Linked DNA regions of Rattus norvegicus: all the other regions are linked to region 2. Evidence: chromatin contacts called from public Hi-C data. All regions are on one chromosome and are shown on one strand. Each heading gives the region's core, a stretch centred on a gene start, on an enhancer-like site or on the middle of the called end of the contact. The rest is flanking DNA. Distances are from core to core; before and after follow the strand shown. Region 1 holds the start of Ei24 (EI24, autophagy associated transmembrane protein). Region 2 overlaps Fez1 (fasciculation and elongation protein zeta 1). Region 3 holds the start of Stt3a (STT3 oligosaccharyltransferase complex catalytic subunit A).

Region 1 (3,997 bases), core at 636-3,135, 66 kb before region 2:
GGAAAAAAAAAAAAAAAGAAAAAAAAGAAAAAGAAAGAGAATTTAGGATTCTGAAGTTATCAAGCCCCCATCAAATCAAGCATAGAACCTCTGCTTTAAGAGACAGTAAAAGGGGCTGGGGATTTAGCTCAGTGGTAGAGCGCTTACCTAAGAAGCGCAAGGCCCTGGGTTCGGTCCCCAGCTCTGAAAAAAGAACCAAAAAAAAAAAAAAAAAAAAAAGAGACAGTAAAATACAATAATTTCACAGTCACCTTGTATACAACTCAAACTTCAAAACACAGGATACTTTCCTTGACCTTTGGCCACTTCATCAAGTAGCACCACACTGACCCAACTGGACTGATGCCATTCAGAACTGGACAAACAGGGAGTACAGTCAGAAGGCTGCCTGCACAACACCATCTGCTCCTTAGGTCAAATCCTACAAATCCCACCCAAAGGTGCTCACCTAGGGAAGCTCCTAAGGTTAAGAAACATCTGTTAGTACTCCTCCTCCTTAGAAACAAAACCCCCACAACAAACAGCCTCAAGAAGTTTCAATCATGTGTACAGATGGAGCCAATGCTCTAAGTGTGGAGACTAGTAAATGTCTAATGATGGGCGGGCAAGACACTAGGGTTGCGGTGAAGACTATCATAGGTGCACCCTCGTAAGCAACAGCTTGCTCACCTACAAATAAAGGGCGGTATATTAAAATTCTTCACAGGATAGAGGACAACAGAATAAACAAAGCTGAAAACTCTGGATAAATGTAATCCCCTTGAAGAACACACCCAACTTGAGTGAGGAAATTCACTACTCTAGATTTCTCCCAGAGCCCAGACAGGGAGCTTCAGACATCTGTCATAGCCCAGAACCACTGTTATTTGACTCCTTGGCAGATTAATACCCGGCTTCTGCATGTACCAACTAACAAAGTCCCTTCTGACCAAATAGAGCCGTGGAATTAAAGGCCATTATACCGTGGGCCTAACAGCTTTCTTATGGTAGTAAACGTTTGGTATGAATTGCCCTGTCTAACAAACTGCCGAGACATGCAGAAAAACTGCCACAATTTGAGACCACACACTGAGTGACACAAAGGGCTCTTACAACAGAGAAAATCAGGATGCATCATCTGGTTCCCGATATTTTACATATAAACGGCCTGTCAACAGTGACTGAAAGCTAATTACAACCAACTTTGGAACTTCAGTCTTGGAAACCGAGTCTCGACTTTTTTGCTTCAGCTTTGCAACGAGAATTTTTGTTTAATCCAAGCATCCCATGAACAAATCACCTTCCTTAAACCTTGAGACACTGCTGGCCAATAAATTTGACAGTCGTTAAGATTAAGCATCTACTGAGACGTACTCCTGCACTTTCATTTCGAAGCCACCAGACCCAACAAGTCCCGGAAGGCAGGAAGCCTTCATACTCCAGGTAGAAAAAAGGTAAACACCCTAGCGCATCACCCGGACACAGGCTGCCTCCTGAGCAACGTGGGGTGCTCGGCCCCTTCTCTCCCGCTGCGTCAGGGCAATTGGGATGAGACCCCGTCTTTCTCCCCACCCACTCCCGCGTACAAGGTGCGGACCACGCTCACTGAGGGTCACCGGAGCTAAAGATAGCCTCTCCGCACCTGGGGGGAGAGAGCCTGAGCCCCGCGCGCCGCCGCCCGGCCTGCCCTTGCCACCCTTCGCGTCCCGGGCCCTTCGGGGGCCGGGGTCCTTGCCGCAGCCCCTTCCAGAATCTCAGGAACTAGCTCCGGCCTGCTAGCTCTCGATGGGCCCTGCCACCCAGGCTCCGACTTGCAAGCGGCTCGAGCCCACTGCCCGCCGCGGCCTGCACGTACCCCGCCACCGACCCCCGCGGCTCCAGCCCCGGCGCTCGCCCACCGAGGTTCGGTTCGCCTGCTCCGCGCCCGGCTGCCCGCTCCGCCCCGGCGCTCGGAGAGCCGGGGCTGCGCCCACACTGGGCATGCCCGGGCCGCACGGGGCAGCTGGGAAGTCGGGCGGGCACCCTGCCGGTCGCTGGGCAGGGGCGGGGCTAGCGAGACAGGGCGGGGCCATACTGGAGAGGCGTGGCCCGGGAGCCTGGGAATTGTAGTTAGCTGGACCTCAGAGTCCAGGCTCATTCTGGGTATCCAGGTTCAGGCTTCTAGCCCTTTGTTGCCTCCTAGTCGAACTCCTTCTCGCTGTTGGGCCATCGTTAGCCTCCTCAATCTATCTGCAAATCAGTGCTCGTCTTTCTGAAATCCTTTAAGAACAAATGATGAAAACAATAAAATAGGAATTACCTTGATAATTCGGAGGGTTTCTATAATTAAAGACTAATAAACGAGGTATGGTGATGCACACCAGTAATTCCAGCCCTTGGAAATCTGAAGAGAAGAAATGCTCCAAATTCGAGTCCTGCCTTGGCTACATAGTAAGTACCAAGCTAGGTAGAGCTATATAACACACTGATTCAAAAAAACAAAAACAAAAAACTCAATAATAGAGCAATTGGTTATCAGTAATTGGACATGCACAAAGTCCTGGCTTCAAGTCCCAGCATCATACTATCTAGGGCATGATGGGATAATCTCAGCACTTGGGATTTGGAGACAAGAGGAACAGAAGTTTGAGTGATTCGGAATATAAGTCATCGACCACTTAGGCTGTATTTAGTGTGGGTTCTAATGATGGAATGGCTGCGATAAAAACTACGTAGAGATTACTGTTTCCATTGCCTTCCCCACTGGTTCAGTTCTAGCCTTTTCTTGTCATGAAACTATAGGAAAGCCCACTTTCACCTTTACCGTTTTCGGGTTTCTCCTTTAATTCTAAGAAATTAAACTAAGAATAAGCCAACTATAAGAAAAGCAGACAAGTTCTCGAATGAGTTGATAGTGACTGACATATAAACCCTGGGAAGGGAATGAATAAGGTTGGACATGTGCATTAAGGTTTTCTTCTCTCTCTCTCTCTCTCTCTCTCTCTCTCTCTCTCTCTCTCTCTCTTTTTTGCAGGGGGTGGGAGGAGGCTGGAGACAGTGCTTCACTGTGTAGCCCTGGCTGTCCTGGAACTCACTCTGTAGACCACGCTGGCCTTGAACTCAAGAGATCTGCCTGCCTCTGCCTCCCAAGTGTTGGGATTAAAGGCATGCACCACTAGTTTAGTCAGGGGTTTCCAGAGGAACCGAACTTACATAATGAATATATGTGCGGTTTATTAGAATGACTTACAGGCTGTGGTCCAACTAATCTAACAATGGTTACCTGTGAATGGAAGGTCCGAGAGTCCAACAGTTGTTCACTTCACAAGGCTGGATGTCACAGCTGGTCTTCAGCATACACTGGAATCCCAAAGAAGTAGGCTCTAATGCCAGCGGAGGAATGGACTTGCCGTGAGAGCAAGGGCAGGAGCTTCCTTCATTCATGCTCTTTATATTAAAAATGGATCTTTCCACTTCAAAAATCTGGAGTCATCCCAGCTGGGTGTGGTGGCTTACTCTTCTGGTCCTAGCACAGGGAGGGCTGAGGATTAAGATCAAGGGCAACTAAGACTTAATGGAGAAACCCTGTCTTGAAAATCCAAACTAGCTGTGTAGACCAGCTGCCCTTGAATTTAGAGGTTCACCTGCCTCTGCTTCCCAATGCTGGCACTAAAGGAGTGTGCCACCAGGTCCCAGCCCAAATGTTTCTAAACTACATTGTGCAAAGAATGGCAACTGTAGAGAAGTGATGGAACTGAAGGGAAACCACGTGTTTAGTAAGGTTTGTTTTGTACACAGCCTATTGGTAATACTAGACATGTATACTGGGCAAGTGCCTTATCATTGCGCTAAATTCCCATCCCCTTCGAATTCCTATTCAAATTACTTTCCTTATGGTTATAAAGCAGCAACCCCCTCCTTTTTAGAAGGAAAGGAGAGGATAATGGCTTGGTAGTGTAGCTCAGTGGTAGAGACCTGACTAGCGTTCCTCTGGCCCCACCTTTAAGAGAACTTTCATGCGGCCTTTGTTTCACTTTGA
Region 2 (3,690 bases), core at 1,096-3,595:
AAAGTGCTTTACATTAAAGGCAGACTATATGCAAGCCTTCAAGTGGGTCTATTTTTATTATTATCCAATATTTATGAAGACAGAGAATGAACTAGGAATGCCGCTGGCTGCTCGAATGAACTGGAACACCCCTCCAGGAAGGAACAGAGTTTGTGCTTTATCCTTAGGTGATTGAGGAGATCGAAGAAATGATGCAGAACTCCCCAGATCCTGAGGAGGAAGTGGAGGTGCTGGAAGAGGAGGATGGAGGAGAAATCTCGTCTCAGGCAGATTCAGTCCTGCTACAAGAGATGCAGGCCCTGACGCAGACCTTCAACAACAACTGGTCCTATGAAGGTGAGGGCCCCTGGGCCAGGTTCACTGAGGACCAAATGATTCCTTAGTTTCAGGTGCTGGGTTTATTTTGTTGTGTTTTGTTTTTTGTTTGTTTGTTTTAGACGGTCTCACTGTGAAGTCCTGACCAGTCTGGGACTCACTGTGTAGACCAGGCTGGCCTTCACCTCACAGAGATCTGCCTGCCTGAGATTATAAAAGATTGTGCCACCATGACTGTGCCCTGCCCAAATACTGTTTGCATATGGCTATCAGAACTTGATCTCCACTCTAAAACAGAGGTTTGCCAATCCAGGAGAAAGGCAATACCTTCCTAATTTGGCATCTGAAGAAAAGTCAGCATTTTTTCAGGTGGAAAAAAAAAAGGTAGAATAAAATTTAAGTGCTAAAGCTAACCAAACAAGACTAAAGGACTGAACCATTGCCCAAATTCAATCAGTGGTGCTACCATCAAACCAATGGGGAGATATATATGTCCATATTTGGTAGGACAGGGGCTGTAGCTCAGTGACAGAGCATTTGCCTTGCATTCATGATAACATAGTATCATAGGTACAGGCTCCAGTATCCTCTGTGTGTGTGTGTGTGTGTGTACATGTGTGTGTACACATGTGTGTGTTGTACACATGTGTGTATGTGTGTGTCTGTGCCTGTGCCTGTGTGTGTGTGTGTGTGTGTGAGAGAGAGAATGAGAGAGAGAGAGAGAGAGAGAGAGAGAGAGAGAGAGAATAAGAGCTATCAGTCTTAGTGTTCTCTATGTACTACCCTCAAACCAACTTCACACCATGCCCCCCAGACTGAGCTGTGTTCTGGAGGTTAAGTGACTTATCCAAGGCCACAGTTGGAGAGATAGAGTTACAAACGCAATCTCCTTGCCATTCAGAAAATCCTTTCCACAAAAGTATGGGTGCGGGGCATTTTTATTACCGAGTAAGCATTAAATGAGAACAGGCTACATATCACAGGCAGATATGAAGGACAGCAAAGACTGAGGGAAATTGTACTCTTGTTATAACTAAGCAGATGAACCCATTAACGTAAGTAGGTTTTGCAATTTGGAGTCAGGTGGCTGAGTTAGGCCATTGTGCTTCAAGAACAGTGGGAGATTAGGTCTTATCTTCCTTTACGATTACATTTCGAAGCAATGGCTCTCAGATCCCTGAAGAAATCTTTCCTGAACTGTGGAGATGGGAGTGGGCTTATTTAGCCATTAAAAATTAAATATATTTTTGAAAAGTACAAACAGAAACTCTAAGAGAAAAGGGATATGAAGAGGAAAATTCTCTCTCTGTCTCTCTGTCTCTCTCTGTCTCTCTCTCTGTCTCCCTCTCTCTGTGTCTCTCTCTCTGTCTCTGTCTCTGTCTGTCTCTCTCTCCCCTCTGCATGCTCGTGCGTGTGTGTGTGTGTGTGTGTGTGTGTGTGTGTGTGTGTGTATTTAGGACAGGGCCTCATGCTACTGTGTACTGTCATGGTAGCATACACTCTAACACTGAGCTACACCCTCAGCCTTCTTCCTTTTTCTTTCAGTGTGGAGAGTGAAGATGTCTCCTTTCCAATTTGCACTTTTCCTATACATTATCAGGACAGTGCAGATAGCACTTGAAACCAGGGAAATTAACTCCAGAGTCCAGTCTTTTAATGCCTGTCTCACATTACCTCTCTAACACATATTTATAGTAATGGCTACACAAAGGATGGGCTGGACGAAGCGTGAAATGAAAATGTAATAAAAAATCAGCAGGTGTCTCAGGGATGCTTATGTGCATGCTGCCCTGCAGGAGGAAGCCTGCTCTTGCAGAGATGTTACTGTGACGTAAGGTGGATAGTGGGGCTGAAGCAGAAGGTGTGCTTGTCAGGGTGCCTCGGTCCAAATTTCATGTGGAGGTGGCAAAAGCTGAGACAAAGTCAAGCACAGCATCCTGAAAGCAGAACTGCCTGGCTCTGAGGAGATGAGGCAGGCAAGGCTGTGCCACCACAAGAAGCCAATGGGATGATGGAGTGGGTTTGGCTGCCTAGCTGTATTCACCACCCGCCCAGTCAGGCCATTCTCAGGCACACAAAGGGCCCAAACATAGAAGCACTCAGCAAAGCAAAGTGAAATGGCAAAAACCAGAAGGAGGAGGACAGCCTCAAAGAGCAAAACAAAGCAGGAAGAGCCAACTGAGTCATCAGATACCCAGGCTAAGCAGAAAGGCGGAGGGAGAGTGAGCACAGAGGAGAAATCGAAGGTGCTCCCTAAGTACTTGTTAATATGCTTAATTGGCATGTGGCAAATTTATGTGTTTATGGGATACTGGGTCATTTGAAACCTTGTAAACAATGTAATGAATATATTCAGGTGACTGGCTCCTAATATAAAGTCATTTCTTCCTGGTGGGATCTCTCTCTCTCTCTCTCTCTCTCTCTCTCTCTCTCTCTCTCTCTCTCTCTCTCTGTGTGTGTGTGTGTGTGTGTGTGTGTCTGTGTCTGTGTCTGTGTCTGTGTCTGTGTCTGTGTCTGTGTGTCTGCATTGCTAGTGGTTACATCCAGGGCTTCTTCCTTGCTAAGAAAATGCTCTGCCACTGACTGCATTCTCAGACACGTGTCAAGAAGATTTACAGTCCCTTCTGCTCACTAGATGTGGTAGCACTTACCTACCAGCATTCAGGAGTCAGGGGTAGGAGAAGAGAGAGCTAGAGGCTATCCTTGGCCACATATTGAGACCTTGTCTCAGAAAAAAAATAGCAAGAGTTGGAAAGATGACTCAACATTTAAGAGCACTGGCTGATCTTGCAAAGGACGTAATTTCAATTCCCAGCACCCACATGGCTACTTATGGTTACCATTTATAACTCCAGTTCCAAGGGATCTGATGCCCTCTTCTGGCCTCTATGGGTACCATTTACAAACAAGTACAAGGTACACAGACATACATGTAGGTAAAACATGCATACATGCTTTAAAAAAATGTTCTCGGGGTTGGGGATTTAGCTCAGTGGTAGGGCGCTTGCCTAGGAAGCTCAAGGCCCTGGGTTCGGTCCCCAGCTCCGAAAAAAAGAACCAAAAAAAAATGTTCTCTATTGCTTCCTTTTTTCTTCCTTCCTTCCTTCCTTCCTTCCTTCCTTCCGAAGGCAATACTTACTATGTAGATGTGGCTGTTCTGAAATTCTCTAATATAAACCACAATATCTTTGAACCTGCAGAGCTTAACTTGCCTCTGCCACCCAAGTACTAGCATTAAAGGCATGTGCTACCATGCCTGACTCTCCTACCCCTTTTGAAATAATTAATTGATGATGATCTAAATCTATTATACACCACACAGCCCTAAGAGACAAAACGTTAAAGGAACCCATGTCTATAAACTCCGGTTCCCTT
Region 3 (3,561 bases), core at 640-3,139, 93 kb before region 2:
CTACAAAAAGAAATAACTATTCCACTCACAATTCTGTTTCCTACTTGCACATCTACTAAGTACAGCTGGCAAAAGTATGACAGAAGAATCGGACAGAAACAGACGGGGAGGGGGAAGGGTAGAAGAAAGGATGTGGAAATGCAAATATGGAAGACCAAACAAAGGCACTTGTTAAAGGGGGAAAAGAAAGCAATCACGGAAATGGATGACTGGGCAAGGGAGGAGACCAGACAAGCCAGGTATACTAGCCATGTCTAGATTCCCACCACTTGGTGACACTGAGGAAGGAGGGTCATTGTACTGTTGAGTTCCGCATGGATATACAGAGTTAAGTTCTAGGTCAGCTTGAGTTAATGTGAGACCTTGCCACATTAGTTTAGGGGTTGGGGCTGAGGGTGGGAGTAAAGAGAAGGGGGTAATTTGGGGAGGGAAGGACGTAGGGAGGGAGGGAAGTGAAAGTAGAAATTTAGAAATCATGGCTGATTGGACATAATTCTCAGTCCTAAGTCTAAGCCTCAACTGGTTACAAGCTTCTTTCTGTTCCAAATCCCAGTGTGCATGCTCCCTGGCCATCTAAAAAACAGGTGATCACTAATGCAAAGTGCAATCCATGCACTAAAGAGAAACACACTCAGGCCGCTACATACTTATTTTTGCAATTCATACTGTAACTACTGCTCAGGTCTATTTCCCTGTAACAGACGCTGATGAATTAAACAACACATTCAATGACCCAGAACGCCAGATAAAAATCTAGAGCGAGGGGGGGAAAAAAAAAAAAACAAATTGTTGGGATGGATGATAGTAACAGAAGCAATCTGCAGACAGTTCAGAATTGTAATTAGTTATTGACCAGAGGTGTGTTAAGGACTAAGGAACAAAGAATACAGCAACAGAGAAAATGTGGCACCATTCAAAACTATGCAGGGCGTGGGGCTCCACTATCTTGTTCTCTTCTTTCCAGGATTGGGGGGGAGGGGAATGCTGGAAAAGGATAACACTGAATAAAATGGAAACACGAAGAGTCACACTTCGAAGTCTAGCATCTCTCCTTTAATTAACTATAGCAAAAGAGCAGTTTGGGCTGGTGTGTTTAATTATAATTCCAAAGGGAAGACTTATCACGCACTAATTCCGGGAAGTGAACAACTCAGTCCCATCTCTTGGGTTTGTAGTTGTTCTCCGGAGATAGGTGACACTAAACACCACCGAGCTGATATGATCCATACACCTGAAGAGTAAGCAAAGGCAGGGCGAATGCTAAAACCTAGGCTTGAAAACTGAGTAAAGGCAGCTAGCTACTAGTAATTTAAAGCTGAATAGTGCAAGTTTTCATCCCGTTCTTGGTAATCTGCACACACCGACAGGGTACAGAAAGAGAAAAGAAGCTTTTCTTATCGGCTCCTCATCTCTCTGCTTCTCAGCTGTCTGCAAGCCTTTACACCCTAACAACCCCAGCTCTAAATTCTAGGGCTGCAGCCTCGGTGGTTTTCCCAACTCTTTTCCACGTCCTCTGGCGCACCCTCACTGACCCCGACCCCACCACCTCAACACACTCTGCGTGGCCCTTCCAAGCTAGTGCCAAGATCCTGTGTCCCACGCCCTCATGGCCAGAGTGCATTGCTCTACCAAGATCCTTCCTCCGATCGTCCAGTGTCCCAGTGCCTAGACCTCCACACCTCACACCCCACGCCCCCTCCTCCGCCAGGCCGCAAGCAGGGCTCGGCTCCCCACTTTTACAGGCCAGCCTCCAGCACCTCGTTCAAGCCCGCCAACACCCAGCGCAGCACCTGCCGCTAACCCCCTATCGCTACCCAAGAGCCTTCTCACCCCACGGATGCTCCTCCGGAACCCACTCTGCTCCCCCTGCCATCCGTTCAGCGGCGCACCCAACCCTGACAGTAGCCAAGGCCCGCCTCCCTGCCCACTCCGCATTGGCTGGCCTCGGTCAATGACCACTTCAGGGGACCGACAGGATAACGGTTCTGTCTGTCATTTCGAGGGCGTGGAACAAGTCTAGATTCCTCCTTTTGAGTGGACAATGTAGCTATCATTCAACCCATTGAGAGGCGTGACCACGAGTTCCCACCGAGCTGTGATAGGCCAACGCGGGGGAGGGAAACCCGCGGAGAGAGCGTGCTCTGAACAGTTTGGTTGAGAGCCGAGAAGTGACGTGTCGGTCTGCAGACCAGGAAGAAACCGTGATGGGAAGGAGTGGACACTGTACCCCGGTCACATGAGCAGAAGCGGAAATACGTAGAGAAAGCGGAGGTCGGTCGCCCACCTCCGGAAAAGTTGGACTGCAGATCCCCTTGTTCTTTAAGGTAGAAATGGTTGTTTACCCAGTAAACGGTGGAAGAAGAGAAGACGTGTTATGAAAACTTCTCAGCCTCCATGGTTCACACGGACCCACCTTGTGTAAGATGTGTCAACTAATGAGCCCAAGAATTGTTTCTAACTCTGTTTCAAATAGCTTCGATAAAGGGACTCCTGACAAATTTCACCGAAGCATTTCGCTTTCTTCAGGTCTGGCTTTGTGAAAGTGCCCAGAGGGCCTAAAATGCTGTCAGAACCGCCCGTGTTGGGCTGAGCCAGCAATGGCCTGCAGAAATTATCCCAAGGCCCGGAGCGGCTAGCTCTCTGCACTCAGGAGGCAGCCTTGCTTTTTCAGTTTGGCCCTTTGCCAGTCCTCTGTGAGGGTGACCTTTCTCCTCCCTGACCCTCCGAAAACGTTACTGAGAGCAGTCACAGGGCAGGCTTCAGCTGCCAAAGGCAATCTTTCAGATATAAACATATACATATACACGGATGTACGTATTCCAGCATATATTCGAACGCTTCGATGTCTTGCAAGCCTCAAACCAAAGACTACGCTAAAGATTAGACCATCCAGTACCAGTGACGCTGGCTTCTCTTTAACTCCCCCATGAAAAGAACCACCAACTATTGAAATCAGTACTTTGCAAATAATGTATTTCCTCAAAATTCCTCAGGACCAATTTTTACACCAGGACCTAACTCAATAGCTCTCCTCTTTTGTTTTTATAGTATATATTCCATGTCGTTTTTCTTTTAGCAAGAATAACGGTAGAGCACACACTTGTGATGCCAGCGCTCCCAGAAGCTGAGGCAGGAAGAGCTAATTCCAGGCATCTTGATCTGATAGAGATATGCATAAGGACTTTACATACGTTCAAACTCCTGTGGCTTCACAACATAGCTTAATTTCTTAAATAGAAAAATTAATTCTCACAGTTCTAGAGTCTGGGAAACAAAAGATTACAGTGCCTAAATCTGGCCAAGACTTTTACCACGTATGGTAATACCATACCATTGTATGGTAAAAGGTTACATCAGATTGTTTTATTTTTGACCAGAGAGAGAGAGAGAGAGAGAGAGAGAGAGAGAGAGAGAGAGAGAGACTAGGGGTAAGGACATTTGCCCCTTACAATCTACAATCTTGAGTTTGATTCCCCAGAACCCACCTAAAGATAGCAGAAGAGAACTGACCCCACAAAGTTTTCCACAACTCTGCTGTGGCAAATAGATAGATAGATAGAT

Evidence for each region. Hi-C and Micro-C count contacts between places; a contact is called where the count stands out from the background.
Region 1: a Hi-C map of liver shows a contact between it and region 2, with 2.5 times the contacts expected there. The contact joins the promoter of Ei24 here to the enhancer-like site in region 2. A contact is called at or near these places in 3 of 12 Hi-C or Micro-C datasets (Schwann cells, liver and prefrontal cortex) and 1 of 1 datasets of contacts at active chromatin or transcription factors (oligodendrocytes).
Region 3: a contact with region 2 is called in a Hi-C map of Schwann cells, with 4 times the contacts expected there. The contact joins the promoter of Stt3a here to the enhancer-like site in region 2. A contact is called at or near these places in 5 of 12 Hi-C or Micro-C datasets (the A7r5 cell line, Schwann cells, kidney and 2 more) and 1 of 1 datasets of contacts at active chromatin or transcription factors (oligodendrocytes).

Annotation. Positions count from the first base shown.
Region 1 is chr8:44,697,486-44,701,482 of GRCr8, forward strand. It overlaps Ei24 (EI24, autophagy associated transmembrane protein), which reads right to left and starts at 1,886. Exons shown (of 12, transcript NM_001025660.1): 1 at 1,835-1,886; 2 at 148-183.
Region 2 is chr8:44,763,041-44,766,730 of GRCr8, forward strand. It overlaps Fez1 (fasciculation and elongation protein zeta 1), which reads left to right. Exons shown (of 10, transcript NM_031066.1): 5 at 168-336. Among named protein-coding and RNA genes, the nearest start is that of Fez1, 32 kb to the left of the region's middle. Within about 2 kb of position 2,346, at least 46 of the 93 cell types and tissues checked have an H3K27ac peak or open chromatin away from gene starts, as enhancers often do. A contact at or near this core is called in Schwann cells, where this site is marked.
Region 3 is chr8:44,670,071-44,673,631 of GRCr8, forward strand. Stt3a (STT3 oligosaccharyltransferase complex catalytic subunit A) reads right to left here and starts at 1,890. Exons shown (of 18, transcript NM_001134749.2): 1 at 1,831-1,890.